2 separate regions of the Gasterosteus aculeatus genome follow, and region 1 is linked to region 2. A link is a contact called in public Hi-C data. All regions are on one chromosome and are shown on one strand. The core of a region is the stretch at or near the end of the contact, and the rest is flanking DNA. Distances in the headings are between cores, read along the strand shown. Region 1 holds the start of arid1b (AT-rich interactive domain 1B). Region 2 overlaps arid1b (AT-rich interactive domain 1B).

Region 1 (6,216 bases), core at 353-2,852, 79 kb before region 2:
GAGTGAATTATCTCACACTGTACACGACACAGAGTGAATTTGGGCCTCCTCTCTTCTCCAACGTGTGACGTGAAGTAACAATTAAGTGCCGGACAAACAACGCTCGCCTCCCCCCCCCCCCCCTCCTGTCGCCATCGCCGTGGTCATCGCCGGGCCGCCTCCGCCACCACCACCGCGGCGTCTACGTTGTCATCGGCGCACAGTTGCTCCCTGCAGGCCGCCAGTCATCTTCATTATCATGGCCCTCCTCACAGCACAACGCTCATCCCCAAAATCCTTCCCCTCCACCCCCCCCCCCCCCCCACCTCCCCCTCCCTCTTTCATCCATAGCTCCCTCTGTTGATCAAATGCATCTGATCTCATCAAAGCAGACCCTCTGCTCACTCAAGTCCCAACAGACACCCGAGCTTCTTTACTAAGCACAATTTCACACCCATGTTTGAACACCACTGATGGGATGGGGACAGATAGCGTATCTTGTAGACTTTGGTTTTGTGTGGTCCTACACTGCAGCCGGGGGTTGATTTTTGTACGTTCATTTATTTTTTCTTCCTCTTCTTCTTCTTTCTTTTTTAAAAATGTCATTATCATTTCAGACGGGCTCTTCGCTAACAGAGTAAATCAAAAGAAGGAAATTAAAGAATGTAGCCTTTTATTCAAATAAGACCCTAATGAAGAATGGCTTTAATATTCATAGTATTCATATCACATTCCTACGGAGTGAGTTTTAAGTGACCTCATCGTACTGAATGCCCTTTATTCTTCTTCTATCACACCAAGTAGTCCCCAGTATAATGTAGTTTATAATTTGTGATATGTTCATGCACCCCCCCCCCCCCCCCCTCCCCTTCCCCAGCCCCTTCCCCAGCCCCTCCCACCCTCTTTCTACACCCCTGCTATGGTTCTGTATTGAAGAAGGAGCATTACTCATTTTAACACATAAGTGATTGGATGAACTCCGTTACGCACGTATTGCAACCCCGCAGCCGCTCCGCCGCGCGATTACATTCGTATTCCGACGGCCACACCATTGCGCACGGCGCGCGGTTCGCGTGTCCGGCTCCTGTCAGAGCAGCAGAGAGGACTGGCTCGAGCCGAAGGGACCGGGGAGGCTGGGAAGAGGGAAAATCCGATGTGGACAACCGCGTAGAAACTCGCTCGGGCAAACTGAACATGTGCCGGCGGGGTTATTTCAAGGGTCCGCGCGCACACGTGGAAGTGCCGGATCCGTCACGGTTATGGGCTGTTAAAAAAAGAAAGAAAGAGTAATATGCTCCCTGAACTCAAGGGAAGGAGCCGGTCCTCGTGCACCGCGTGACCCGCAATTAGTTATCAGATATCTAGACGCTGAAGTGGCAACATGGGAAACGCATCTCGCGTGAACATGTCGCCAGCATCGATGCTTTTTCAATATTTATTCAAGTAATCGTAAAAAATCATCCTCGGTTGTACGTCACACACGCACACACACACGCGCGCGTCCGTGCGCGTGCTGCTGGTGGACTCGCTACTCCAGTCCGGGTTTTCCAAGCGAGGCGCGCAGGAGCCCCGGAGGTGGATCGGCTCGCGTAGCCCCGCTCCCCCTCTCTCTCCCCCTCTCTCTCTCTCCCCCTCTCTCTCCCTCTCTCTCTCTCACGCCGTGCTGGGCCACAAGGGCTCCGGGAGACGCTGCTACATATCACCGAGACCCGGGATGGAGGAGAGGCGGAGGGGGGGCAAGGAAGGGTAAAAAAAAAAAAAAAGTTTCGTTTAAACCCCGCAGAGAAACTTTCGACATGAAGCCTCGCTGACGGAACCGTTTCACCACAGCGACACCAGCGCGAGAACAAAGCTTGATTTTCTTTCTTTTTTTCTTACCCCGACTGAATCTACCCCCCCCCCCCCACCCCCACCCCGCTTGTGTTTCCTTCGCTCTTGTCTCACCCTCCGTGCGCACGGCGGGTCGCGGCTCGCTGTCACTGCGCGCTGAGATGTTGGAGTGACCATGGCCGCGCAAGTTGCATCGGCTCCGACCAGAACTAATAACAAAAATAAGAAATTATCCAGCGGTTTGGGTCCGGAGCTCAATTCGGGAAAATCCGGAGGAGTAGGGACCGTGCAGCGGACTGGACCTATGCTGGGCGCCGGAGATGGGACTCTGAATAATGTAGACCATCACCGCCGCAACGAGCTCAACATGGTCCATTCAACTTCCGCGACTCACGGCGCGTCGGACGGCCGCGACCAGGATGGGAATAACCTCGCGTCCGCCTCGGCTTCCGCCAATTCCGCCGCGTCCTCGATGGAGACGGGTCTGATCGCGAACCACAAGCTGAAATGTGCGGCGAGCGGAGATCCTCCGCAGTCTCAACCGCCGCCGCCGCAGCAGCAGCAGCAGCAGACGACGCAATTCGGCCAATTTGCGCCACATCACCAGCGACAGATCCAAAGTAACAACACGGCGAATAACAACGGCCAGGGGCCCCGCGGGGACAGGGCCATGGATCACCAGCACCACGGCGGCAAGGAGAACCTGTTGGGGGGGCAGGGAGAGCCGCAGCAGCAGCAGCAGCACATGCCAGGTAAAGGTGAGGGGGAGCTCACCTGTAAACCGGAGAGGATGATGGGTACCAGGTATGAACACCTGGGGCCTACAGGTAACAACTCCGAGTTTAACAACAACTACTACACGTCAAGGCCCTGTTATGAGCAACATGGCGGACAGCAGCAGCAGCAGAGCAGCGGGATGGGGGTAACTCACTCCTCGGCACATAACAGCATGGAGAACTCCCACGAAGCCGGGTACCACAACAGCCAGTACAACCAGTACCCGGCGTACCGGGCAGGCTACGGCGGCGGGAGCTACGCGATGATGGGCCCCGCCGGGGGCCGGCAACCTGGGACCATGATGATGGGCAGCAACTCCTCGGCGAGCCACGGCAAGTCCCCCCTGGCAGCGGCTCCGGGGGGCTTCCAGAGGTTCCCAGGACAAACGCAGCAGCAGCAGCAGCAGCAGCAGCAGCAGCAGCAGCATCCCTCGGGGGCCACGCCGACTCTCAACCAGCTGCTGACTTCCCCGAGCCCCATGATGCGGGGCTACGGCGGGGCATATCAAGACTACGGCGGGGCCACGGCGCAGCAGCAGGCCGGCATGGGCCTCGGCAAGGACGTGGGGCCCCAGTACGGAGCCAGCTCGGCCCACGGCTGGGGAGGGCAGCAGAGAAACCCCCCTCATTCGATGAGTCCGGGCAACGGAGGGCAAGGCCTCGGCAGGACGCAGGTATGTTTGGGGAAGTCGGCCGGCGTGCGTCGGTGGCGGGCTCAACGCGTTGTGTGCGCGTGTGTCTGTGCGTGCACGCGCGTGTGCGCGCGCGTGTGCGCGCGCGTGTGTTTTCTATACAAACATGACCTGGGTTAAAACACTTGATCAAGGCGCTTTAATGTAGAAGGAATGGATTCGGACATTATTTAAAGTATGATGCCTGCACGAGCTTTAACGTGACAGAATAAAGGAAGAAAACCTTCAAGTAAAATACATTTCAAAACAAAAACCTCCCGCACTTTTTACGCTTTTTACTGTGCATGCAGTGTTTTTTTTTTTTCATTCCTTATTTTGTTAAGCCGATTTGGATGAATCCAAAAAGGACACCGCTCCGTAGCGCGCCGGTGCGCCTCGTTTATTCTCCTGCAGCCCGGGATTTGAATCGTGGAGGTAAACGGGGTAAAAGCTCCTCCGTCCTGCCGGTTGACGATTGACACCCAGCCCGCCATCTGATTGGCTCCCCGTGGCCCCCGCTGAGCAGCCCGCACTCTGATTCCTGCAGGGATCCTCGGCGCTACAGTGATGCTGCATTTGAGTCTTGTGGGAATATTCCCGACTTGGAAGGCGTCCAACTCAATAATTGAACCTTTGTGAAGGTTTAGCCTGCTCCAGATATTTATTCTAATCATTTTTCCAGTCTGAAAGACTCAACAATTCAACGTCGACTGAAAAACAAAAAGGAAAAATTTAGTGATAATCTTGCATTTATTGTTTTACGTCGAGGGTTGTCCAGTTTAATATGAATCATTTCAAGCTCAATTTAGAAAAAAATAACAAACCCACTGATCTTTTTTCATACATTCTGAATGCATTGTAAAATACATTCTGAGTGATAAGGAAAAACAACAACAACAACCCCAGCAAGCTCTCTTCTGTTGGCCACCGCTGCAGCTCGTGGTTGAATGCCTTGCTCGGGGGCACCTCAGTGTGAGGGAAGGAAAGTGTTACAAATTATTCAAGTATTCCTCCCGCTGGCTTTGGGGACTCAAGAATCCCTGCGTGTCCCTAAACCCTGTACTGAAACACTGGTGTGTCCATAGCTTGTAGACCTACAGCCAGAAGGGGGGGGGGGGGGGGGGGGGGGGTCACTGCCAGTTCACAACTCTCCCCTAAAACAACACAGCGTCTCTCCACAAGAGTTTGTTGTTTTTGATGCACTATAATGATCCGTATACTGCACATCTGGACGGCTGGAGGGTGAGGTGGTTGAGCGGTCTGTCTCCCGCAAAACAAAAGCAGTTCATTAGCCTACATTGTTTCAATCAAAGGCACTTTGGGTTGGCTGCGGGGGAAATTAAGTAAATGTTTTAATGTGGGAGGGTTTGCTGCAGTATTGATTGTAACAAATTATGCACCGATGAAATGGTGACTAGAAACCTCAGTAATATACATATATATATTCACTATTTATTGCTCATTATGTGCAGATTGCATTGTAAGAACGTACGAATGTCTTCATTTGCGTGTGTATAATTATATATATATATATATATATATATTATGTGTGCGTGTGTATGCATGCATATGTTTGTGTAGATATGTGTATATGCATATAATATATATATATAAATACATTAAATTAGATCAGATTGCGTGTCAGTCACAGTATACTCATAAAAGCCATGTTCTATACTCCCTTATTCATATTCAGTTTGTTTGAGCTTATATATAAATCCACCAAAACATACACTACACAAAAACATTTAACATTATATGCTACAAATATTTTTTTTATTTTTTCAGCTTCCCACTTCAGGAGTAAGTGCAAGTGGGACTCTGTTTTTTCTTGACTCTACCAACATTTCAGCAGCAGTATGTTCACGCTACAAATGCCCCATGTTTAATTCATACTTGCAACGACAGCACTGCTCTCCTGCACTGACAGGCCGCGTGAGAAAGGCGAGCGGTGCAGTGCATAATACTGCCTCCAAATTGGCCCCCGTGATATGACGGCGCTTCACTTCAGAGTGCTTTTTGGTCGGAGCGCACCTCTGTCACCTGTTGGCACAGTTTCCCCTCTTTCAAATTCAATTTCCCTCCCCACTGCCTCACTTCAGGTGCAAGCTGTGAGCGAAACGAGTGCACCTCATTTACACCGCTGTCTAGTGCCCCCCAAGCCCCCCCTAATCCCCCCCTCTCGTCCCCACTTGTCTGTCCACTCACGGAAATGAAGACAGAGACCACTGTGTGTTGTGTTGTGATGTGTACGTACACACACACACACCAGAGTGAGATATGTTATTTAGAGGTGTGTGTTGAGCCCGCTCTCCCCGTCGAAACTACATCGTCCTAGTTTTTCCAAACGACTGTGGCCTACTTGATTGAGTAATATCACAAAGGTGTTTAGCCGGTGAACATTGAGCATGCGCGCGCGTCTGTGTTTGTGTGTGTGCTGCTTTAAATCCAGGCCGCCGCTGCATGGTGTGTGTGTGTGTGTGTTGTTGTTCCCTGCTCATGTGTAGAATATAATGTAACGGCATATGTGCAAACGTATAATGACTCAGGCCGCTACTCGGTCTCGACCTATATGTGTAACAAGGATGTGTGTGTTATCCATTAATCAGTACATACACACAGAACAATACAAGTAATTAGCAGATTATAACGAGGGCCCGGCAAGTTGAAAACAGTGTTGTTGCTCGCATAATTGCCGCAGCGACTCATTTCAGATCTGACCTAATAAAACAGGAAAGAATGGATATCTACATTTTCCGCTCATTTATCACTATTATGCTCCGTGTTTTGCCTTTGTTTGTTTTTTTGGAATTGCAATCAAAGCTCATGTAGTTGTGCATATCAAAGACCCGGCCCACTCCCATCCTTGGTAATGCGCTTACCTTGAAATGATTCCTGCTCGCAGTGCTCTCCAGTGCGTACTGTTTACATTTCTCTCTTATGAATTATTAGTGTGATAC
Region 2 (6,197 bases), core at 1,420-3,919:
CGGCAGCCTCGAAAATCCACTTAGAGTCAAAGTATTAAATCGGTAATGGTATGTAGAATTGGTATTCGCTTGACTGTGGAAGAGGGTTTGGGGGGGAAAAACAGGCGGAAATTGAAAATGAATGTGAACTGCATGATAGTCCGCCTCCCTTCTTCTCTCCTTTTGTTCGCAAGTATATCGCCTGCCTCCCGTCGCATGCCGCCATCGCTCTTCCTCCCCTCTCTTTCCTCCCCTCCGTCTCCGGCTCTCCAGAGGGATTTGACTCTAACTGGCCTTGGCGCCCGTAATGAAACCAAATCTATTTAAAGCCAAAAGCGATGCAAGTTTTAATTTCCTATTCCAGACTTAACCTTTTTGGCTGCGCTGCATTTTCACATCCACTTAATAACTTTGTACCCTCCACCCCTCCTCTTTCCTCTCTTTCATTCTCCGCATCACTCTCACTCTCTGTCGCTTTCTCCCCTCCATCAAACCCCCCCACCCTCAGTTCTCCTTGCCCCCCCCTCCATTGCTCTATGTAGCGAGGCCCAGGCTGCCTCTTCAAGGGCAATATCTGTCAGATGATTCCCCTGCGAAATTAAGACAGAGGCCATGAGGGAGGAGAGGGGGTGAGGGAGGAGCAGGAGGAGGGCGAGGGAGACGGGGGGTGGGGTGGGGTTAAACAGCCAGGTGGAAGCCCTTCTCTCCTCTCACCAAACACCACCTCGTCTGCCGGAGAAGAAGTGAAAGCCGTTTAAAGATGGATCCGGAGCGAGCGGGAAATGAAGGACTCGGGTAACAAGGAAGAGAGGAGCCGGAGCGGGAGGCCGGATAGTCCCAGAAAAACAGAGAAGAGATTTCCTCTTGTCTTTTAATGAGCGTGGACTCGCGCTGTGCGAGGGAGCCGTCTCTTGTGATGTTGTGTTTACACAAGACGGTTGAATTGAAGCGGATCGAGTGATTTACTACACGCCTCATATAATAATGCCCCCGTCAAAAATGCACGCCGTTATGCATTTTTGGAAGCCTGCTGTACAAATGTAAGAGTCCCGAGAGGGACAACATCTCGGTAATATAAACATAAAGTATCAATAAACGCTGTATATATGACTACTGGAGGAATGTTAAAGTGATTTATATCACTTATCTCAGCAGCGTGAATCCTTTTATGAAACAATCAGCAATGACGTCTGGCCCTGAACGCCTCTTCTGCTGGTTAGAGTTTTTGATCACATGCTCTTCTGTGCTCGCGTCAAGCACAGCGCCATCTGCTGTCCGACGCCACTGTTACACCCCGGGAACAAAGGCCCTGTCTGACCATTAAAAACACTTCTTTCTCTCTCTTTTCTCAAATGAACTTTACCTTTTTTTTCTTTTTTCTTTTTTCTTACACCTGCTTTGCATTTATACACATAATGAATTGCTTACATCTAATTATTCAATATCTCAATTATCAGCGCTGATGGCCTCACAGCGAAGCTCGAGAGCTTAAATTTACAGCCCTATTCCGTAAATGTCTAAAATGAAATTAACTTTTTACAGGGTGTCATCTGTGGCTTTTAAGTGGGGAAATTGAAGCCTCGCTTTCCTGCACGCGCACACGCACACACGCGTGCACGCGCACCCACACACACACATGCACCAGCTCATAATGAGAAGCCATTATTAGGCACTGATTGGAGCCAGGGTGCCGATATTAAAAGTGGCAGGAGAGGCAATATCACCTCGGCGTCTAATACGCTGGTAGATGTGTCATATATTTTAAGACAGCTGCTCTGCTGTTTATAATTAATAGCAATTTTAGTCCCAGCTAAAAATTGGAAGACAGCTAACAGAGGGATCTTGTTCTATTAAGTGCAGACTCCGAATCAATGTCAAAGTGACATTGTGCAGTTTTTTGAGTGGGTGGTCCGGACTCCACGGGGCTCGTATGTAAACACAAAGCTCGTGCGCCGTTACGTGTGTTTTGCACGGAAGGCGGCTTCCCTTTGATCCCGTGTGAAAAAGAATAAAAGAAGTGCGGCGCAAACAAAAGGAAGCGATGAAGATGGCCTCTAAAGACACCTGAATACAAATAATCTGTCTTTATTCTCATGCCCCGCAGTCATAAATCACTCCCTGCCACATGACAGCCTCATTCACCGCATATCAGTGTGGCAAATGGCTCTATCTTATAATAGCAATGTAGCACATAGCAATATTATCCGCGGCGGAGGATTGTAGTGCACGTGTCTCATGCGCTCTGCCCCGGAGCGCCAGCCAGATTGCACTGGCCCAGCGACAGTCTTATAATAAGACTCGCCCATTAAATCATATCAGCACTGCTTTTTATAGGCCCGACACCTCAGCTACGCAACTATGAAACTGTCCATCACACAGAAATGTGCGCGTGTGAGTGTGTGTGTGTGTGTGTGTGTGTGTGTGTGTGTGTGTGTGCCGTGTGAGCGGAGCAGACTGTGTCTGGGAGGAGACGCGTGTGTGTTTTACCAAACGTTGAGCCGCTCTCTGCAGCATCTGACAGCGTTTCATCTACTGCTGTTATTAGATCAGCCTCGCGCCGCTGTCACCTCTCCTTTCTCTGTGCTTACATCACACACACGCACGCACGCGCACACACACACACGCACGGCCTGACAACCATTGGCTCAGGAGCCGTGCATATATGCAAACAGGATGGCTGCCTGACGAACGGGGAGTCTGAAGCAGTGTGTGTTACTGGCATGTTCATGGGCAGCGGTAAGACGAGTTCTTGAGATCAGACCTGCGATGTTCCAGCTGTTATGTGCATGTTGTGTGTATCACATTTTGGTCAACTTCGGTTCGCTTAGATGAAGGGAAAAAAACACCTCAGGGATCACGTCACGCAGCGGGCTGAGATGCTTTTGCAATATGATGCTTTCTGGCTTGCTAAAGATTAATTAAAACGACAGCGAGCAAAGCACTGCAGCAAAAACATGGAAATATTTGTCCGGGGGGGAAAAAAAAGTTTTGTGTTTTTTTTACAATCCCATTTGTTTCCAATGTCCTCGGGGCCTGGTGGGAAATTAGTTTGTCAAATTAGTCATTATGAAAATATTGGTAATTCCAAATTTCAACTCATTCTGCACCTTTGGAAGATTACAATAACCTCTTTTTGGAATCGAGGACTGAAATGAAATACAAACAAATCCGTTAATTGCTGAATCCTGTGGAGTCTCTTACAGATCAGCGGATGTGAATATCTGGTTTTCTGCCCCCCCCCCCCTCGTGCTGTAAGAAGTGTTCCTTCTTAAGTCGCCGCAGCCTCCCGAGCGCAGCTGTCGTGTCACATTTGTCACCTTTGACGGATGACGTCTGCGTCTGGCGCGGGAGAGTTAAAGAACCCACGGAAGAGACGGCAGAGATGCTCAAATTCTTTTGGACGCGAGCGGATTGCCGTGTTTTTTTTGTTCTCGCCGCCCTCCGAGGAGCGCTTTTTCTGTTCGGTTGCATGTTTGACGCGGCTCGCTCGATTGCGGCACTGCAGCAGTAAAGTTAATTCAAAGTGTGCGTGTTTTTTTTTTTTTTTATCCTGACAGCTTTGTGATTTCTTTCCTTTTTCCTGATATTTTAGATTTGCTTATGTTGTCACTTTTCATGACACGTCTCCATGTCTCACTCAACCCTTCTATCGATGTCTGCACAGCACTCGCAGTCAAACGGCATGTGGGAATGTGTTATGCATGTGTGTTATTTAGCAAATCCTATATATTAATTATGTGTAATTGCTGAGATGGTGCTCGGTCATTTGTCTGTCAGGTCCTCAAAACAATAACGTGATGTCACATTTCCTGAATCGAGCCAACAGAATGAAATTATCCACACAGTTTGGATCTAATTGAAATGCAAAAATGCATTGTTGCTAACACTCGCTTTCATGCTAATACGCCCCCCCCCTCCCCCCCACCCCCACCCCCTCCACATGCATACGCCTTCCCCGTGATCCACACACACACTCACCACACATTAACAATGTGCACAGAAAATTGTGCAGACAGAATCAAGTGATGGACAGGAGGAGAAACAGAACCTCAAACGCTGCAACATGCTGCACATATAAAGTAACGTAGTGTACACATTGGTTGAACAGAGGACTGGCTGACAGGCGCACACACACACACACACACATAGAGACACACACAGCACCCCAAGGCCTCTCCACGTCTCGCTTAATCCAAGCCGTCAGTCAGCGCTCGGGGGCCTGGATGCTGCCGTTTGATTGTAATTGCAAAAACCGGAGGCAGACAAGGGAGAGCCGGGGATGTCAATAGACAGGTGGAGGGACGGGGGGGAGGAGAGGGGGGGGGGGTGGTGGTGTCTCCTGCCCACCCACAAGTCCCTGCTCAGCACGCCGGGTGACTTTGTGTCAGCAGTTTGTCTTGTGCATAGCTAATGGCGGCTCGATGGAGGGGAGGGCTGCAGTCTGCTGCTCCCCTTCGATCTCCCCGTCTCTCCATCCTCTGCACTCGCGGGCTGAATTCCTGACAAATGAGATTTTGCCCGAGGTGGATGGACGGATGCTGTGTGGAGGAAGGCCACCCCCCCCCCCTCCCCTCCCTCCTACCCCCCCCCTCCTCCATTTGTTAGGGAATCTCACGAGCCGTATGGAACACGGAGGTTTATCTCCTCCTAACCTCCTCCGTTCCTCCTGCCTCTCTCTTCCTGCAGCGCCGCCTTTTTTCACATTTAAGATGGAGGCCGGAATAACTCACAGTGAATTGTTTTAATGAAGAAACGGAGGCAGCGGGAGGGGAGAAGGGAGAAAAAGAGAGGAGGAGGGCATTAAGGAACACTGTACAGCAAGGAATTTAAGGGATGGAGAAAGAAAAACACACACAGTAGACCGATTGAGTTTGAAATGAAAAAAAAAAAAAAAGAGAAAACAGCCTCTCCAATTAAGGAGAAGTTTTTTGTTTTGTTTCATTGGTCATGGACAGTCGGCCACACTTGCTTTTGTTGAGTGTGTGATGAATTACACCCCTCCTCTGCCTTTGTTGTGGTGGAGCTCCAGCCGTTTGTACCTCCTACAATGGTTCGCGCTGTGAATTCTCTGCCTGTTTACCAACCGGGGCTCTTTTGAACTGGCGCAGAGAAATTGCTTTTTGAAAAGTCTCTTTGATTGCGAGCCCAATTTGTTTTCAGCGCTAAAAAAAAAAAAAAAAAAAAAAAAACTTTGTTTGAACTGCTGTGAAATGCGGGCTGACCGTCCTGAGAGGGCCGCCGCCGCCGCCGCCAATCCGCTCCTCTTTTTCGGCGAGCGTGCACGTACGCGGCGCGCGAGGTAGCTCGCAGGGTTCCGGTGCCCTCAGGTGACCATCGCCGTGTCTTCGTTGCTCCCGCCGGATGCACAAAGGTCCGTCATCAAATGCGCTTCCAGACAGCCGCAGGCGTGTGTGATCGTCACGTCGTATTCGGGAGTTAAAGGGACGTTTTGCTTTTCTGCTACACTGACCTCTTCTGCTGGTCAGGGTCAACTCCCGATGGACCACATGCACAACAATTGACCCATTTCTTTACATCAGGACAAGATGAGTTCAGTAAACACTTAACCGGTGGTTTGAATGTGAACATTAGATTGATCCTGCTGTATTAATGTATGTTAGTTGCATAGAATCGGAGGATAATCATATTTGGTGTCTTACTGTTGTTGTAAATAGCAATTAGGAAAGAGTGAATTAATAGAGAGAGGTCCTCCTGCTATTTCCATTTATTTCGAAAGTTTTTACTTCCTTCGATCTTGTCTTAATCAAGACTTTAACATGTGTGATATTTGTTTTTCGTAACATTTTAAACGCCAATCAGAAAGGCGTCATCTGATAGTATTGCTAGAAGTCCTCTGTGGGTCACTGAGTAATAAACTCACGCTTACTGTCTCAGATGTTTCAGGAGACATGATGCTGAAATGGGATCCGGCCTCCTGATGTAACGCATCCTGCAGCTGCAATCAGCCCTTAATTCAACTCGTAGGATATAAACATCTCAAGAATCCCCCCAATCACATTATTGATCCGCGGCGGGGGGGGCGGGGGGGGGCTGATGGATTGCCAGGGCGGATGCGCTGACGGGCGGCACGTCCACAATGGTGGAAGAGGGTTTTTTGCACCGATCAAACCAGACCCCCCCCCCCTTCCCGTTTTGATCAGGGTCGCTCGCTTTGACAGTGATGCATAAGTCTCTGCATCCCACACGAGTGGAGGGAT

The links. Hi-C and Micro-C count contacts between places; a contact is called where the count stands out from the background.
Region 1: a contact with region 2 is called in a Hi-C map of skeletal muscle, with 5 times the contacts expected there. The contact joins the promoter of arid1b here to the enhancer-like site in region 2. A contact is called at or near these places in 2 of 6 Hi-C or Micro-C datasets (both in skeletal muscle).

Annotation. Positions count from the first base shown.
Region 1 is chr15:4,358,408-4,364,623 of fGasAcu3.hap1.1, reverse strand. arid1b (AT-rich interactive domain 1B) reads left to right here and starts at 1,602. Exons shown (of 21, transcript XM_078089494.1): 1 at 1,602-3,259. The coding sequence starts at 1,985.
Region 2 is chr15:4,280,828-4,287,024 of fGasAcu3.hap1.1, reverse strand. The region is part of intron 4 of arid1b (AT-rich interactive domain 1B); the gene reads left to right. Among protein-coding and RNA genes, the nearest start is that of zdhhc14, 58 kb to the right of the region's middle. Within about 2 kb of position 2,669, at least 2 of the 9 cell types and tissues checked have open chromatin away from gene starts, as enhancers often do.